Regions from separate parts of the Mus musculus genome. Here region 1 is linked to region 2. Evidence: chromatin contacts called from public promoter capture Hi-C data. All regions are on one chromosome and are shown on one strand. The core of a region is the stretch at or near the end of the contact, and the rest is flanking DNA. Distances in the headings are between cores, read along the strand shown. Region 1 overlaps Fam168a (family with sequence similarity 168, member A). Region 2 holds the start of Plekhb1 (pleckstrin homology domain containing, family B (evectins) member 1).

The links. Promoter capture Hi-C pulls out the DNA fragments that hold promoters and counts their contacts.
Region 1: a promoter capture Hi-C map of the C10 cell line shows a contact between it and region 2. The contact joins the enhancer-like site here to the promoter of Plekhb1 in region 2. A contact is called at or near these places in 12 of 39 promoter capture datasets (the 3T3-L1 cell line, 3T3-L1-derived adipocytes, the C10 cell line and 8 more), 1 of 484 Hi-C or Micro-C datasets (bone marrow-derived macrophages), 8 of 115 datasets of contacts at active chromatin or transcription factors (the HPC-7 cell line, cardiomyocytes, embryonic basal ganglia and 4 more) and 4 of 9 other capture datasets (adipose tissue, liver, macrophages and 1 more).

Annotation. Positions count from the first base shown.
Region 1 is chr7:100,837,728-100,844,290 of GRCm38.p6, forward strand. Fam168a (family with sequence similarity 168, member A) reads left to right here. Exons shown (of 9, transcript NM_001362169.1): 9 at 1-3,919. Among named protein-coding and RNA genes, the nearest start is that of Relt, 22 kb to the right of the region's middle. Within about 2 kb of position 2,399, at least 52 of the 459 cell types and tissues checked have an H3K27ac peak or open chromatin away from gene starts, as enhancers often do.
Region 2 is chr7:100,657,153-100,663,757 of GRCm38.p6, forward strand. Plekhb1 (pleckstrin homology domain containing, family B (evectins) member 1) reads right to left here and starts at 5,242. Exons shown (of 9, transcript NM_013746.3): 1 at 5,006-5,242; 2 at 4,767-4,840. The coding sequence starts at 4,784.

The DNA of each region.
Region 1 (6,563 bases), core at 1,149-3,648, 180 kb after region 2:
GTAATATTTCAGACTTGAATTATTTTCATTTTAAATTCATTTTAAACTTGGACATCACCTTCCTATTTCCCAAGTCCCCCTAAAGGAAAAAAAAAGGAAACCACTGAGCTGGAATGACCTCAGAAACAGTCTGACTGTCCCCAGGGGGTCAGAGTTCTTCAGCGTCTGTGGCAAAGAGCCAGAAGTTAAGGCTGCTACCTTCCTGGTCTCCCAGGAACTTCAGGACCAGGAAAACTCAGCTGTTCTGGGGTGCTGACAAGGTTTCATTTTAAAACAAAGTTTTCCAGTGTTAATCTGATCTTATAACACCTCTCCCTGTCCTCTGTGGTTTTGTAGAGGTGGATGAAGGTTGCTAGAGATCATGTCTAACATGTTAAAAAATGCCAAACTGATAAAGGTGGTGGTAATTGTAGGTTACATTTGTTAGGTGCTTCATTAGTTTCAAAGCACTTCATGACCTTTAATATACTGACCCTGAGAGCAAGCAACAGGGTCGGTTATTCCACTCACTTGACAAGTGATGCGATAGATTCTAAGGAGAAATGAAATGGCCCAAAGTGAGCTCACTGCTGGGATCCTGGCAGGCTACCTAGACCCCACGGTCTCCAGGTGACCTGGTGGCAGAGGAAAACACAGACCCAGGAGTGGCCTTTTCATGTTTGTTCTTTCTACACCAGTAAATAAAAGCTGTTTGCACCCCTCACTGTTCATGTGGGTTAGCCCTGACAGATGAAGGCATGGAGCCTGCTATTTAATTCATAGAGGTTCCAAGGCTCCGAAAAGTACAGGGACTTTCTGGTAAGGAACCCCCTGCTGGCGCTGTTCTCTCCAGGCCTGATCCAAACATAGGCTCATGTTCTGAAGCATCTGTGCTCTGCACCTCATCTGGGATTCAAGAGCAGAAAAGTCCCAAGGTGAAAACCAAGTATTGGCATGCTGTAGTCTAGAAGAACCAGACCCATTAACTCTTTTTAGTAAGAGCACAAAAGCTGGCCTCACCCTTTTGTTTGATAGAGATCCACAAGTCTAGCCAAGCTTAGGGAGTCATAGTGAAGGGACTGAGCCCTAGGGCACAGGGGGTTATGTGACCACAGCTGGCAAGGTGACACGTAGCTGGCAGGAATACTCTAGGTATCATCTAAACAGTCTGGAGGCTCAGTGGTCAAGACAGAGGAGGCCAGAGCTGGAAGGGTCCCCTCACCATAGGATGAGGGGTGTGCACATGACCATGAGCTGCCACACTGGCATCACCATACACAGACACCTTGTCCACACCTTTTCCCCTCCCCAGTGCAGTGCTGAAGGAGAGGTGCCTGAAGGAGAGGTGCCTCTGTTCACCAGCCTCCCTTATCACCATTTGTTCACCTTTATCCACCCTGGGCCAGGAAGTCTGGAAACTGGACTACTCACAGTTAGTGAAAGCCTGAGAGTCTCTTGTCATGCTTAAAACAAAACAAAACAAAAAACAAACAAAAGCCCTATTTTTCTTCCTATAAGATAAACCACGTTTTCCTTCTCGTTATCCCAGGAATGCCCTAAAGTGCACCCCCTTCCCTGAATATTCATCAGGGACACACATCTATCTGTCCAGACCTCTTTTTGTAAAGTACTTTGACTTTGATTGCCAAAACCTCTAAAGATAGGAGGCAGGGTATGCATCGTGATGCTATGAAGGGGTCACAGGCTTGCCAAAGGACACATAGCTCATGAGTGAAAGAGCCAAGATTTAGACTCTTCTGATCCTCTATTCTTGTTGCTGCCTCCTACTGGATCTCGAGTGTAAGCTTGCTTGAAGAAAGAAGGGGTTACTTGCTACCCCACACAGAAGCGTTTATGAAGACTTGGGGAGCTCCGGTCCATCAGCTGAGCAGATTTTTAAGAATTTCTGCTTTGGGCCAAGACCTATAATGGGCCCTGGAGACCCAGAGATAGATAGATCCAGCTGGTAGTACAGATAGGAATTTGCCACAAAAGACCTAACTCAGGACACTGAAGGTGACAACTGCCTAGTACTGAAGATAATTGAGGACAGTATCGTCCATCTTTCAACAAAGAGTCTTGCTTCTGGAAAGCCTGCACAATCTGTCCATCTGGCTCCTGTCCAGATCCAACAAAGTACGTTAACGGGGCATGGTATAAGCCTGAACTACTGAAAGCATGTCTGGACTGGAGTACAAGGTTTATTTGAGAACCAGAAACTAACTTGTGTCCCATGTATCCCAGTGCTTTCTGGCCATCAGGGCAGTTCTACGTTTGAGACCTAGCAGTGTTTCTTTGGAAGGCTTGATGCTCTGTTCTAAATAGCTTTCAGAAATGAGTCATGGAGAGCATACAAGTAGCACAAATCCCTTGGTCACCAAGTTCTGGCATCTGTATTGTGCAGACATGACACATCAGATAAGGCATTGGCTGAACCAGGCTTAGTTCCCTGCATATCAGATATCTTGCCCCTGCTATGGGCTCTGGTCTTCACAGCGTTCTGGCAGAATCAGTCATCATCCCATGTGTGACTCATGTTCAGTGAGCTCTGCTTTTCCATCTTGAGTTAACTACATGACTGCTGAGTGTGTGGCCCCAAGTATCTTGTCAAGCTAGGGAGACTAGAGAAGGAGGGCAGCCTGGGTTGGAGTGGACAAAGGAGAGCAAAGCAGCGGAAACATCTTGGCTAGGTTTCCTGCTCAGACAACACCTGAGCCTCTAGACAGACTTCTGTGGACATGCCGGGCTGGCAGCAAGGTTTGTCCTTTTCCTACCCCTGTTCGCTCTCCTAGGGGGAAAAAAAGAAAAAAAAAAATTGTGAAATTTGGCATTATGTGGTTCCAGGGCTCAGCTTTCAAAATTCCCAGTAGGCCAGCTTCAACATTCCATGGCCAAACTCGCCTGACCTAGACTTGGGTCCCACTCTCAGTTTCTCCTGTGGGTATTTCCTAATTTATAAACTGTTAATGCCAGCCAGAAGGCCAGCTAAGAATATAGGAGTTGAAACTAGTGGCCACAGAGTCAAAGAGGGACACAGAAGACAAGCAGCACTTGCTTTCCTTACCGTGGCTGCTGCTTTCGGTAGCCCTTAGGTAGCCCTGCGGTGGCAGTGTGTCCCTTTATCCTTTCCAGCCTGAGGGACAATTTTCTTTCCCAAGAGAACAGATTTAAAACAGCTTTACAGATAGCAGCAGCCCACAGGAATCTGCTTTGGGTTTGACCCTAGCATCCTCTGTCCTAGACCCCAGCTCAGCCATCCTCCTCATGCATGAAAGTCAGACTAAATGAAGAATAGGACTGGCCCAGAGACCTCAGGTCAGCCAGATCAACTGGATCTGTCTTGTGAACCAAGCTCCTTACAAGGTGATGCAAGGCTAGGCCTCCTGCACCTTGGAGTTGTCTTTTATCTTTGAAGGCCCAGGGCCTGTCCCCTTCCTGTCTTCAAGGCATCTGCACCCCTCTTTCATAGCACATGACAGAGAAGCTTGTTCTCATGGCATGGACCATCCCTGTGAAGAGAGCGTTGTGTATGATTTTTGTATTTTTTAATTCATTTTAACCTACAGGTTGGAATCTAATTTTTAAATTTTATTGGAACTCACATTTTAAAACAAATAAAAAACATTTAAAAATAATAATAATTATAATAATAAACCTTTGACCAGTGTCTTCCAAGTAGTTTGATCAAATAATTTATAGATGTTTTCAAAATACAGCCTGGAGTGTAAAGATTGGAAAGCCCTGTGGCCACGCTTGTGTGTATGAAGTGTAAATCTGGCTTTGTTGTTTTGGATTCCTTTGGGTTTTGCTTTGTTTTGAAGATCAGATAGTGATCACTCTGAATGGTTGAAGCCAAGAGTTTGTAACTATGATATTTACTGTAAGCTGTAGAACATTCAACAACTATTAAAAGAAAGTTTCCAAAAAAAAAAAAAAAAAACCAACAAAAACCAAAACGTGTGTCTTGGGTGAGGGAGGCACAGACCTCCTCCAGCCAGTGAGTCCCTGCGCTGCTCCTCCCCCAGGGCATTCTAAGCTGCTTTTTAACCTGTTGTGAGTACACACCTGGAGCCCCAGTACGTCGGAGGCTGGGGTAGGATTGTAACTCAAAGGCTGAGGATACACCCAATGGTTAGAGCACAGGCTGCTCTCACAAAGGGCCAGGGTTTGAGTCCCAGAACCCATAGTGGTTCACAACAGTCTATAACTCAGGGGATACCGTGCTGCCTTCTGGTCTTTGGAAACACCATTCATACACATAAAATTCATACACACATAGGCATTTATACACCAGTGCACGTATGATCTCAGGAAAGAAATCAAGCATTGCAGTGTTCCATGTCCTCTCTGGCCTGGGAGGGGGCACAGTGGATGGGAGCTGTGGAGTGGTAAGTTCAGCGCCTGGATCATATAATACGATGGAGATCCAGGGAAGCTGTTAAAGGCCTGGCTTCTACTGAGGCTGAGGTATAGCTCAGTGGTATATGTGTGCAGCAGGGACCCCCCCAGCACCAAAAGAAAGAAAAAGAGGGGGAAGCGGTAACAAAACCCTGCGGTTTCTTGAGTGGCTGTGGATGGCTTGCTGCTCACCTCTGCGTGTTGACCTTTGAGGTCTTTATACCTTGCTGCAGGGGAAGCTCTGCTCTTTGTCCCACGTGGGAGGTAAGGGCCTTGGCTAAGGTGAAGTTGGAATTCATCCTTGGTCTGGTTCCAGAATGCAGGCCCATCTCAGAGGAGGTGGTTTCTTAAGAGACGGGATCTCCTCCTCTCCTCAGAGCAGTGAGGGAGTGTCAGGAAATCAAGAGGAGCTAGGTGGCTTATTACAGGACTTACTACAAACCCACAGGGCCTCATACAAGCCTGTCATTAAGGACTCTTTCTTTTTGTTTTTTTGTTTTTTTTCTTCCCCTCTCCTGTACACTGAATCTGCTGTCCCTTCAGGGTGATCCACTGCCAATGCTGCCAAGGCTTTTTGTCTTAGTTACTTTTCTTTTGTGAAGGCATCTTGCACGCGCTCGACTGGCCAGGAAGAACGACGCTGCAACAGGATCCTTCTGCACACGTTTATTGGGAGAGCTTGATTGTAGAGGCGAAAAGACTTCGAGCCCAGAACTGGTGCTGCTTTTATAGGCCTAGGAGGGGCGTGTCTCACACCCGGATTGGTTATGCACTAAGCCTCATTTGCATGTTCCTCATCTGATTGGCTACTCTCTCTCAGTACCTTACAGAACCTCATTATCATACCTCATTTGCATGTCTCACATCTGATTGGTTATACTCTCAGTACCTTACAGAACCTCATTTGCATGTCTCACATCTGATTGGTTATGCTCTCAGTACCTTACAGAACCTCATTTGCATGTCTCACATCTGATTGGTTATACTCTCAGTACCTTACAGAACCTCATTTGCATGTCTCACATCTGATTGGTTATACTCTCAGTACCTTACAGAACCTCATTATCATGCCTGGGCCAGGCAGTGTCTTTGCAAAAAACTTTACTGCATATGTACACATTGGTTGTTTGTCCAATCTTATGCGTGGTGGCCAGCAGTAGTCAGTGCCACTCAGCAACGGCACATGTGGCTTCCCACAAAGGCACCATAACCAAGACAACTTATTGAAGAGTTTATTTGGGCTTCAAGTTTCCATACTACTGAGACAGAGAATGTGCACACAGGAGCTACATGGAAATGGCATGCTTGTTTTGTTTGTTTTGGATCTTTGTTTTGTTTTTCCTTTTTCTTTTCAAAACTGGGTTTCTCTGTATAGCCCTGGCTGTCCTGGAACTTGCTTTGTGGACCAGGTTGGCCTCAAACTCAGAAATACAACTGCCTCTCTGCTTCCCGAATACTAACATTAAGGTGTGCACCATGATGCCCTGTGAGGCAAATGCTTTTGAAACCTCATCCCCCAAACAAGGCATACCTCCTGATCCTTCTCAAACAGTTGCACCAAATGGGGACTAAGCATTCAAATAAATGAGCCTTATGGGGATAATTCTCATTCAAACTACCACACACTTCTTAGGCATCCAATCACTTTTCTTTTCCAGGGTGCGGCCCTCACAGTTCTCGTTCCACAGTTAATAGGCCAAAAGCTCAGCATCCTCAACTGTAATAAAAGTGCCCAAAAGTGATCACTCCAGAAGTTGAAGTTAGGTATGTGTCCCTGTGGTTAGTCAACTCAGTTGCATTAGTTCAATAATGTTTTAAGACTTTCCAAGGATGGGGCTCCAGCACAGAGGCAGCAGGTTTGCATAGCTTGATAAGGCCCTGAGTCCCATCCCTAACCCTCCATGGGGCGTGTATTGCCAGAGGCCACCTGCTGGACCAGTGCTCCTTTAGGCTGTGCTACAGTGGAAAGTGTTACACCAAGCCTCACTTCCCCTCCTGACATCCTCCCAGCCTTTCGTTCTGACCATGATCCATTGTGGGCCTGATTAAGGGAGGAGAGGATACCTTATCTGAGACAGGATAGAACATCTTAGGCTCATTTCTATGTCACAATGGCAGGGCTATTTTCTAGAAGTGGGCAGAGAGCTAGAGATTGGACCCTACTTGTTCTTCCCTCCAACTCCCAC
Region 2 (6,605 bases), core at 3,992-6,491:
AAAATGTTAGAAAATGGAATTAGGAAATGGGAACAGTACAAAGTGTCAGTCAGAGCAACGAATTTCCATGACAGGAAAAGCCTTTTTCACATTCGGACACCACAGTGGCCATTTTTGAAGTACATGAAATAACAACTATGCTGCTGAGCACCGTTCGCTTGCTGCCCTTGTCTGCCTTTACCTGCTATCTCACTTGAGCTTCCTATCCATCTTTGCCTTCATGACTGTTTCAAAGACTGTGTGGAAACGGGCTTGGAGAGGGCCAAACTACACAGAACCCCTTAATTACAAAGCAATGGAGGCAGGATCCACACCCAGTCACCCGGGCTCCTCTCCGAGAGCTTTAAAGAGACCCAATGGCAGTCGGATGTAGTTGGCATAGTGTTTAATCCTAGCACTCAGGAGGCAGAGGCAGGCAGAGCTCTGTGAATTGGAGGCTAGCCTGGTCTACCTAACAAGTTCCAGGCCAGCCAGGCCTACAGAGTAAGACTGTCTTTAAAAAACAAAACTATCCTGGGCAGTGGTAGCTCATGCCTTTAATCCCAGTACTCTAGAGGCAGAGGCAGGTGGATTTCTGAGTTCAAGGCCAGCCTGGTCTGCAGAGTTACAGGATGGCCAGGGCTATACAAAGAAACCCTGTCATGGAAAAACAAAGCAACCAAATAAAAAACCACCACACAATATGCAGGATCAGGTTGGCTCAGAATTCTAACTGTGAAGGTGGAGACAAGCACTGCTAGTCTTTAAGGACCCCCAGGTAACCCCAAAGTTTGTCAGTTATCGCAAACCTCCACGTCCCCAGATACCCTTGTTAATGAAGACCTTTAAGAATACTTTACAGGTGGACGAACTGAGGGGGACAGGGACAAGTGACACATCCCTGTATGTGACAGAGTTCAGACTGGAGTTGAGGTGTCTTCCTTCTCTTATTAAGAACGACTTATTTATGAGCGGGTGACCCACAGCCCTTCCCCCACCTGCTCACACCTGTTGCTGCGCAACTAGGGCTGGCACACCTAGAGTAGAAGCCTTGGCCTCTTGTGTTTCTCCGCTGGCTCATTCCCCTCTCCAAGCTCTGACGTAGATCTTACAAGAGGGTCGAGTGTACAATCCCTCTCAAGTTCCCCTCGATGCACCCACCTGTTCACACCTGTTGTGGATACTGCTGCCACAAATGCCCGCTACTCGATGAAGCTGCTACCCAAACCGGTCGCACCTGCGCTCTGCTTACCCCCAGAGATCCAGAGGCATTTCACTTCCCAGGCACTGCGCAGTGCCTGGGGCATAGCTCCCCCCGGGGCCCCGCCCTCCAGACCCAACTCACTCCCAGGGAGGGGGCGTGGCGTGGAGAAATTCAATAACCGAGCCATGCTGGGATTTGTAGTCTGCAGTTCTACACTGGGCAGAAGCAGCCCGGAATAACAATCCTGTGCTGATCCCAGAAGAAGTAAGTAATTTTATTTCCTTCCTCTCTTTTTAGATCTGCCTATATTTCCAGGGCTGTCCTCAAATGATCTGCTGGGCAGCTGGGACTGCAGATGTGTACCACCACACTCAATTTATTTTTCTATTACATTTATTTGTTCGCCTATTTTTCAGAAAATACTTTTCCCCTTCTGTTACTAGAGATGTATTACAGGTTCTGCTAAATGCCGATCTACACTCCATCCCTGACATAAAAGACTTTCTCTTGTAGAACTGTGTGGCTGGAGGCTTGGGGAGATACCTCAGTCGGTAAAGTGGTGCACAAGGGGCGGAGTCCAGATCCCCAGAACCCACATTATAAAAGCCAGGATGGCAGTCCTGGGGAGGAAGAGACAGTTGGATCCCTGGGGCTCACTGGCCTTCCAGCCTCACCTGACCATGAATCCTAAGCCACCTTGTCTCAGAAAACATGGCAGATGGCTATGAAGGAAGGGTGGCTGTGCACGTGCACACACATCATCATCATCAAGAGAGAGAGAGAGAGAGAGAGAGAGAGAGGAGCTTGAAGCCTGGCTTGTAATCTTCAAGAGACAAAGGCAAGCACTAGAGGCAGGAGGATCATCAAAGGTCAGCAGTCTAAGAGAGACTTCCCAGAGTACATAATGAGCATCTCAGAAAACAAAAACTTTTAGAGGGAAAAATAAAAACAAAAAATGTATGGCTTGGGGTCTCAAGCCGGGGAGAGAGAGAGAGAATGAAGGAAAGGTCATGCCCCAAAGGGCAATAGACACGTATAGACAATTGCTGGACAAACTGCCCCTGCCCCGGGATACCCAAGGACAAGGAGCTAAGTTCAGCCGAAGCTGGGCCTGGGTGTACAGATGTGCAGTCTCCAGGTACCTGGTAGGCTCAGACGCAAGAGGTTGAGGGCTAGCCTGAGCTACAGAATGAACTCAAGGACAATCTGGCCAACTTAGAACCCATCTCAATTTTTTTTGTTTTGTTTTCTTTTGTTTTTCCAGACAGGGTTTCTCTGTATAGCCCTGGCTGTCCTGGAACTCACTTTGTAGACCAGGCTGGCCTCGAACTCAGAAATCCACCTGCCTCTGCCTCCCAAGTGCTGGGATTAAAGGTATGCACCACCACCGCCCGGCCTGTCTCAAAATTTTAAAAAGAAAAAAGGAAAGGAGGAGGAGGAGGCTGGAGATATAGCTTGGTGTAGAGGGCTTGCCCAGCATTGGTGGAACCCTAGGTCCCATTTCCAGTACTGAAGCAAAAACAAAAACAAAAAAAAGCCAATTTCCACTGAGCAGGTGGCTGGCCTGAAGCCACAGCTACTTTAGAGTCTCAGTCTAGCAATGAGTCTCAACCTTCAAATGCTGTGAGCCTTCGGTACAGGTCCTCACATTGTGGTGACCCCAACCATAAAACTATTTAGTTACTACTTCACAACTGTATTTTTGCTACTGCTATGAATGGTAATGTAAATGTCTGATATGCAACCCCCAAAAGGGTCGTGACCCACAGGTTGAGAACCACTGGTCTAAAGGATGCTTCAGGACCAGGAGAGCCCAGGAATTCAAGGCCAGCCTGGGCTACACAGCAAGTATCCCAATAATAATGATGATAATAATAATAATAAAACATTTCTCTGGGCCATCAAGATGGCTCATCAGGCAAAGGTGCCTGCCACCAAATCTGATGACCTGAATTATATCCCTAGGACCCACCAAGAGGAAGGAGAGACAAAAAGTTGTCTCTGACCTCCACAAGTGTAGGGTTATACCTGTGCACATCCATGCACATATAGAGATAAATGTCATTTTAATTTTTAGAAGTTTGCTTTCAGGGGGCTGGAGAAATAGAAGTTCAGAGCACTGACTGCTCCTCCAGAGGTCCTAAGTTCAATTCCCAGCAATGACATAGTGGCTCACAGCCATCTGTAATGGGATATAATTCTCTTTTGATGTGCATGAAGACAGATCACTCATATACATTAAGAAAAGAAAAAAAATAAGCTAGGCATGGTAGTGCATGCCTTTAATCCCAGCACTCAGGAGGCGGAGGCAGGTGGATCTATGAGTTCAAAGCCAGCCTGTTCTACAGAGTCAGTTCCTATATAGCCAGCTAGGGCTACATAGAGAAATGCTGTCTCAAAAAAACCAAACAAACCAACAATAACAAAAGTTTGTTATTCAAAATGTAAGAGTGGCCACACCCACAGTTGCCAGAGACATTTCTGATCCTATTCAGCAACTTTGTGCTTCCAAATTGTATATGAAGCTCTATTCCTTCTCAGTGAACAACTAGAAAGGAAACACTTACATGAACCCCAACAGACTGAACATCCTTGTCCCAGCCCTGTAGCCGTATCCCCCCCCCCACCCCAAGGCTAGTCCTATGTAAAGAACCCAAGTCCTTTACAGACTGAAGAAAATAATACTCTCTGGAAACAAAAATAAGTGGAAATTATGCCTGAGTAGGAAAAAAAAAAAAAAACAGAGTGGGGTGGACCATATTTGGGAGGCTGACACAGCAGGACTGGGAAATCACAGACTAGCCTTGGCTACATAGTAAAGCCAGACTGGGCTATATATTAGATTCCTCACTACCACTTCACAAACAACTCTTCAAACAAACTACACATCACAACACACACACACACACACACACACACACACACACACACACACACAGAGTGCAGAGAGAAGCCAGGCTCCATCCCGGTTTCGGATGTTAGCGTTCTCTAGCTCTGTAAAGCACCACAGTGCTATAACGCAGCATGGAGCCCTCCCAATACAACTCTAGCTACCAGTCTACTGGAGGAGACTGGAGGTGAAAGTAGCCAATGCAAAGAGTGTGGCTTACCCAGGAGGAAGTCGCTCTTTGCCCAAGGGGTTCAGAAAGGCTTCCCCAAGGAAGCTGAGGGGTCGTGAAGGGGAAGTAACATTTCCCCAGTGTGGATCAAAGAACCTCACATAAGCACTGCTGGAAAGTCCAGGTCTTTAGTAGGCTTAGAAGATGAATGAGGGGTTGGGGAGAAGATGTGGGTTGGCAAGGGATAGCGCTGCAGAGGGTACCAGGCTAGAACAAGGACTGGGAGGCAGTGGACCGTGTGTATAGTGACTGCCTGGGGGAAATACGGTCAAAACAGGGGGTTAGGTCATATGATTAGCGGGTTACATGGTCCTGTCCCCTGGATCCGACCCTCCACAGTCGCTACTTTGACTAGCTCAGTCCATTCCCCACCTCTGCAGGAGCAGAGAATCCCAGAGACCAGGGCATTACCTATTTGGGAAGCCCCCCCCTTACTTCTTCCTACCCCAGAAACTCGTCCTTACCGGGGTTGCCGGGCTCATGGTTCCTGATGGTCAGAGCTGCATCCCCAAGAAGGTTCCAGAAGTGGGGCTTGACTCTGCCTTAGAGATAAAGGGATCAGGAAAGAGCTACCAAGCAGGCGCTGAAGGGAGAGGTAGGGAGGGACCGCACCAGTCCTAAAGAAAGTCACCCTCTTTTCCAGCCCCCTCCCGGGCTTTCCTGGCTGAGATCTCCTCTGTCCTTCTGTTTTTGGCCAAGTCACCTGGTGATTCCGAGGTGGTGTTGATCCAGGTCTCCAAGATAGGGTAGGGAGGAGGGTGGAATAAAGGAGACTGGAGATGGGGCAAGGCAGGTTCTCTGGCCCAGTTTAGGGCAGGGCTAAGTTTTCATTCTGAGGCCTAGCAGGCTGTGTCCATCTCCATCTCCCCAGTCGTGGCTGTGCGGCCTGGCTCCTTAAGTCTCCCTTCTTGGCTCCCCGGTCTCTTTAATCTTGACCCAGAGCCACCCCAGTGCTTCAGCCCTTTCGTGCTGTGCGTGCTCTGGGGGATTTAGCACAACAGATCCTATTAGCCAGTAGCTCATCCCCTCTTAGCAGCCCCAGCAACCGCATCTTTCAAACTACGCTGTTTTTCATCTCTGTGCCTTTAACTCATTCTCTGGTCTCTGGAAAGTCTCAACCCTACCCAATTTTGACTAATTTTTCTCCTTTCTATAACCGGGATGGGAGGAAGGAGAGAAAGAGACAGATGCCGGGCAGTGGTGGCGCACGCCTTTAACCCCAGCACTTGGGAGGCAGAGGCAGGCGGATTTGAGTTTGAGGCCAGCCTGGTCTACAGAGTGAGTTCCAGGACAGCCAGGGCTACACAGAGAAACCCTGTCTCAAAAAACAAAACAAGAGCCGGGCGTGGTGGCACATGCCTTTAATCCCAGCACTCGGGAGGCAGAGGCAGGCGGATTTCTGAGTTCGAGGCCAGCCTGGTCTACAAAGTGAGTTCCAGGACAGCCAGGGCTATAAAGAGAAACCCTGTCTCGAAAAACAAAAAACAAACAAACAAACAAACAAAACAAAAACAAAAAAAGAAATAGACAGATGGAAGAAAAAGAGAAGGAAGTTGAAGGGAGGAGGGAAGAGTGGAAAGGAACGGGAAGGAAGGAAGGGAGACAGGGAGCTATCTCTCCCGAGAATATTGGCAGGTTAAGCCGCTAAAATACTTCTATAGTCGCTATTATGTTGATAATGATCAGTTAAATTCTCATCTAGATACTCCTGAAGTTCATTTTCCTGCACATACGCAGAGGTTTGGGGGCAGGGTGATCTGACTCCCTCATTAGCAGCTCTGAAGATTCTCCTTTGCTGCTCTGGTTACCTTGAGGAAAAAAAAAAAAAGGCTTTTAAGTCAAACAGCCACGGGGATGCGCAGGATAACAGCTGATGACGCCAACTCCGGAAAGCAGCTTCAGCCTGGGCTGTTTCCAGCGGTTTGGATTACTAGGCTTGGTGAACTCTAGGTGAACCGGCTGCGACCAGCTGTCTCCATCTACTAGAGAGGGACACGCGTCCTCTAGTGGCCTAGAGAGGGACTGCTGTAACTGTTCTCCAGAAGCAAAGCATCGATTGTTCCAAAAGCAAACCTCCCTCCGTGCCTGTGACTGGCATTAAAGCGGTCAGGAGGAGATGGGTCCAACACGAGGCCGCTGACTGTATAAGTGGGTTGCTCAGCCTCATTTAGTCACCAAAGACACCTTCCTTCTCTGGTGTTGCTCATTAGGCCTAATAGAAAGCTTCTCCGGGCAATTTCTTACCTACTGTGGTACATGTCAGCTGGTAACTGATAGAAGAAGCGGCAGGGACAGAAGAGTGG